Regions from separate parts of the Zea mays genome. Here region 2 is linked to region 1. The links are chromatin contacts, called in public Hi-C maps. All regions are on one chromosome and are shown on one strand. Each heading gives the region's core, a stretch centred on a gene start, on an enhancer-like site or on the middle of the called end of the contact. The rest is flanking DNA. Distances are from core to core; before and after follow the strand shown. Region 1 holds the start of LOC103654541 (serine/arginine repetitive matrix protein 1). Region 2 has its middle 94 kb from the start of LOC100276990.

Evidence for each region. Hi-C and Micro-C count contacts between places; a contact is called where the count stands out from the background.
Region 2: a Hi-C map of ear shows a contact between it and region 1, with 2.1 times the contacts expected there. The contact joins the enhancer-like site here to the promoter of LOC103654541 in region 1. A contact is called at or near these places in 2 of 25 Hi-C or Micro-C datasets (ear and tassel).

What each region holds. Positions count from the first base shown.
Region 1 is chr4:208,910,447-208,913,146 of Zm-B73-REFERENCE-NAM-5.0, forward strand. It overlaps LOC103654541 (serine/arginine repetitive matrix protein 1), which reads right to left and starts at 1,351. Exons shown (of 3, transcript XM_008681377.4): 1 at 977-1,351; 2 at 1-876. The coding sequence starts at 1,138.
Region 2 is chr4:209,246,439-209,249,138 of Zm-B73-REFERENCE-NAM-5.0, forward strand. No RefSeq gene overlaps it. Among protein-coding and RNA genes, the nearest start is that of LOC100276990, 94 kb to the right of the region's middle. Within about 2 kb of position 1,258, at least 16 of the 20 cell types and tissues checked have an H3K27ac peak or open chromatin away from gene starts, as enhancers often do. A contact at or near this core is called in ear and tassel, where this site is marked.

The DNA of each region.
Region 1 (2,700 bases), core at 101-2,600:
CGGTGGCATCTGCGGCTGCGCGCGACTGGACGGGCGCATGACGACGATGGGTGGCGGCGTGGTGCGCGCCTGCGCGGGCACCGGAGCGGTGTGGTGGAGGAGGCCCTTGAGCTGCAGCGCCTCAAGTATCTGCTTCAGCGTCTCGAGGTCCCTGGCAGGCTCCGCGATGCCGCGCTTGCGGAGGCGACGCTCGATCTCGCCGTACAGCGCGATCTCGCCGTGGGCGGCGGCGCCGGACGCCGGGTCCGCGCGCTTCGCCGGCTCCGGGAACACCTCATAGTGCGCGTCGAAGCGGCTGCGCCTCTGCAGCGCGCGCGGGACGGCCGCCGGATCCGGCGCCCGCCGCACCGCCACCTCCTCGGCCACCGGCGGCGACGGCAGCGGCGACGCCGGCCTCTCGAAGAAGGACGGGTCGACGAAGCGGAACTGCGCCGGGTCCCTTGGCACGCGCTCGGACGCGGACCGCCGGAGCGCGGCCGGGCTGGCGCCGCCGCCGCCGTGCTGCCCGGACTCGGCGGACGCCTGGCCCAGACCGTGCGGCAGCGCGTCGAGGCCCATGAGCCGCGCGACGACGCTCGGGGACCTGCGCTCGTCCGCGCACCCCGCGGACGGGGACGGCGGCGCGCCTGCGGCGGCCGACGTCCGGATCTCGCGCGGCCGCAGCTTGCCCCTGGCGTCGACCACCGCGCGGCTGTCCAGCGACAGCCGCGGCAGCCTCCACGCCTGCGGTGCTCCGAATCCACCGCCAACGCCTCCCTCCTTGAGGTCCAGCGGCGAAAGCTGCAGCGACGGCCGCGGCGCGGCCGGCGGCGTCGTGTCCGGCGACGACGGCGCCCGGTCCAGCGGCATCGACCGCTCGGACGGAGTCGCGGAGCCCTGAACACACAGGCAAGGAAAAAAAAGACAGCACGATGGTCAAAACCAAGACTGGATAACCTTGGGGCAGTGCTTGACAGGGGCGAGAGCGCGCGCGTACACTGGAAACCGACGTGAGTCGGCGCTGCGAGCTGTGGAGGCGGCGGCCGGAGAGGATCTGGGGTCGGTCGAACAGGTGGAGGAACCCCGCCATGCAGCCCTGGTGCATGGGCCGCTCGTCCATCCGCCGCTCTTCGTCCTCGTCCACGCCCATCGCCACCATCTTGCAACTCCTCTCGCGTCTCGCCTTCCTCTGCTGCCGCGCGCTCTGGGTGGGTCGCTCTGTTCGGCTCCCGCTTTTGGGAGCAATTTAAAGCGGTGGCGGGGGAGCTCCGAATGACGATACTACCCCGACACAAGTTGTGTAAATTTCGGAGTGCCACTGTATCTCGTCGTCGACGCGTCGGGGTACGATACGAGCGGGCGGGGAGGCGAGAAGTTGCCGCCTGCCTAGGGAGCCGGGGCGTCGTCGACGGCATAGCTGGCCGTTCTGACGATGACGCGCTGGCCCCGGTGTCAGGCACCTTTTTCCCTTATTTTTGTGGTTTTTTTCGGCGGCTTGTTTAAAGGTGTGTCAGTGGAGCTCGTGCCGTGGTGCGTGCGTGCATGGGTTCGCTGGCTCGTTCGGCTTTTTACAGCTAAGCTTTGGGTGGGTGGGTGCGTGCGTGACCGCCTGTTAGCGTAATGGGGGCGTGCGGCATGTCTCTGGCGATAACGTTTACGTGTTTGCGGCAAATGTGTGAGCAACTTACTGGTAACGTACTTGTGCCGCTTGCTTGATAAGTTTGAGACAAAAAATTAGTAATACATGCCACTTTATTAGGCATGTAAAAAATGAAGCTGATGTTTGTATATATCCACTCTGTTTGGCAGAAGAAGTTCAAGACAATGATATTACGTACCACTTTATTAGCCATATGATATGACGCTGGTGTTTGTATATATCTACTTAGGGATAGCCGTTGGAGCCAAAAATATATATATATACCCACAAGTTTTGTACTCGATCGGGTGAATATTGGTAATGTTACGCAGATTGGATGCAGGTGTTACAACAACAAAATAAGAAATCTCCGACAGAAAGCTTATATCCGATGGCTTCTTTGGTGACCACCGGATATAAGGTTATCTTTGATAGCTTTCCACATCCATGAGGCATAAAGTCATACGTTCGACGGTTGTCAGACAAGCCGAGATAATCTTATGTTCGACGGCTGTCAGACAAGCCGTCAGATATAAGAGATTTTAAGCCCGCCGACGCCCGATCGCACTGTTTCATTTCGCACAAGCATCACTTCATACCAGCTGCCACCGTTTCAATTGCGGCGCCGCCGCCACGCTGGGCTGGAGCCAGCCTCGACAAAGCCGCTAGAGCCACCGGCACCCTCCCGGCGCCCACCGACGCTCGCTCCGCCCCCACCGCCTCGTTGGCTCCCACGCCCGACATCGGCCACGCCAATCTCGCCATCGGCTAAGTGAGTATTTTTATTTTGTAGTATAATTTTGTAGATGCATTGATTGTTTGCTAGTAGTCATTTTTAGTATTAAATGATTTGTATGTTAAATATTGTTTAGTTTGTTATTTTCGACGACCGGAATTTGATTATGTAATTAAATTAGCTTGTTTTAGGTTATTTAGTGGTGCTTAGATAATTTAAACTTTTAATTTCCGAGGGTAATTATTATGCCCTCGGAAATAAGATTATTTTATATAATTTGTCACTCGTGACAATGTTTTTTCTATATAATATTGTATTGGTGGTTTATTAGTTGAACTACATAATT
Region 2 (2,700 bases), core at 8-2,507, 340 kb after region 1:
ACCCACGAGCGCCTCCACCTCGACCACCTATTAATTAATTTACATATATGTAGATTTGGAGTACAAGAAAAGTCCTTATTGAATTAGATCTAGGATATTCCGATGACTCTTATTTATATTTCTAACAACAATCACGTGTTGTGAGTCGATAACAAATAAATATGCAAATGAAATGGAGATAGCATAAAAAAATTAGCCACATTTGAAGTGTTACATAATATCCAAGTTATGAACTAATTTGATTTGGTTTCTTCTAATATCTCAATTGATCAATATCTGGGCATCATCAAACTGAAGCTCTCACTAGTCACTATAGATGTGCGAGTCTGCAATATATACATGATGTACCATCTAAGTACGTAGGAGTGCCTTGCTTCTTTGCACGAATGTGACACTTCATTTGCATGAGCTTTCTTCACGACGTCCACATGAACCATGGTAACTATATTATATTCCATACTGAACACAAGAAGCGGAGCAAGGCTTCAAAAATCATTTTAGCGTCGATGTGTTTTACCAACAACAAGCAATGCATGCATGCCATCATACGACGGCACAAAATGACACTGCCGGTTCAAAGATATATATGGCAGATGGTGTGTTCTCTCTCTTTCGCCATGAAATTTGAGTCATGCCACTCACATTGGATTCACCTTGTCAATGTGGATGTTAACATTTTGCTATGGGATTATTGCGTGAAGCAGAAAAAATCAAAAAAAATATTTTGAGGAGGTTGTAAGAGCAGTCTATGTCTCTTTTGGACCATCAAGACATATGTTTAGTTGGAGAGTCAATTAGGATTGAGCGGTTCCATTCTAGTTTTTTAGAATGAAGTCGTTCAATTCTTCGTTTGGCAAGCAGAACAAAGTCACTTTATTTTTTGTTTGGTTGAAGAATAGAATAGAGCAGATTCGCTTCGTTCTTTGTTTAGTTAGAGGGCATATAAATATAGAGAGTAAAAAGAGAGGAGAGTACTCGTATCCGATCATTTTGGTGGAGCGGGAGCATTCCAACTTTTTATGGTAAATTTTATATAAAGATATTAGAAGCCGTTCCACTCTTTTTTTTAAAAAAAAACAAATATTTAAAAAACTAGAATGAAGTTGATTTATTCTACTTCACTGCTTAATCAAACACATCCTTAAAAAAAGGAAGGGAGAAGGCACTACACAACAAAATGATCGGATGGGAGGTGTGAGGTGCTTGCCTGCCAGCAAGCATCAGCAGCATGGGGCCGCAGCTAGCCTCACATGGACTGTCTTGCGTGCGACCGATCCATCCATATCCATCTGTGATGTGGCCATGGAACGGCACGTGCCAGACCGTGACGCTGAAAGTCTCCATGGCACGACGCTGCTGCGAGTGCCAAGATGCCTGGATGGCACGACTAGAGATGACAATGGGTACCCGAAACCCGAAACCCGATGGGTTTTTACCCCATTAGGGTACAGGTTTGGGTCAATTTTCATACCCATGGGTTTGTTAATGGGCATAAATGTATACCCGACGGGTTTATGAGTACGGGTTTGTTCCTATAGTACCCAAACCCGTGAACCCGTGGGTTTTTTAAACCCGACAAACATAGTGCATATTGTCATTTTATTTTATAAACGAACAACAAACTTGTTATCTACCTATTTACTTCCTAATTTTTATCAAATAGTGAATGTATAAGTAGTTGGTGAGAGTGTTGCTTTCTTGCTATTATAGTTATTACTAGTGTTATATATGTGGTGGATGTATAACCTAGTGCAAGGTAACTTGATTATACAACTTATTATTTGTATTTAATTCTCTCTATTAATATTTTTATACCAAATCATGAACTCATTGTTCATTACATAAATTTTGGACCATGATCTCATTAATCATTACAATACTTATTGATTATAAAAAGAATAAACATATTGGAGATAAAACCCGCGGGTAACCCGTGGGTACCCGCTAACCCGATGGGTACGGGTTTGGGCAAAATTTCAAACCCGTCATGGGTACGGGTTTTTTAATGGACGTAAATATTTTTTACGGGTACGGGTTTGGGATAGCAAAACCCGACGGGTTTGTACCCGTTGCCATCTCTAGGCACGACGCTGCTGTGAGTGCCAAGATGCCTGGAGTAGTGTTTGACACGTGAGAGGATGAGCCAATACTTTGAGGCCCAATATATGCTCAGGATTGCTTGCTTGGGCATGTTGGGATGGAATATTAATACAATAATGCTTGGTCCCAAGATTACCAAAAAAATTCAGTACATTTCTTTTCGCTGGAAACCTCTCTTCCCTTGTCGTATTATCATCATGCCAGCAGCAAATTATGTTGGGCTCCATCTACTACTATGACACATTCATTCGTACAGACGAGGCCCAAGAAGCACAGTAGCGGCCCATTGAGTTGTATTGTATGACGAGTGGGAAAAAAGGAGAACACATTTCGTGCGAGAAACGAAACGAACATATTTGCATATTTGACCACCAGCTAGACCAGGCAGCAAGAGCCTAGACATCTCACAGATTATGGACTTGTTTGTTTCAGTTTTTTTCAGCTTCTAGTTATCAAAAGTTGATGTAGATTATCAAACGTCTAACTTTTTAACTCGTTATATGAGAACCACTTTAGTCAAAATTGTCTAAAATCAATGTAAACACCGAATCGACCGAGTAGGAAATCGTCATTTTATACATCCTAAACCATATGGACTTT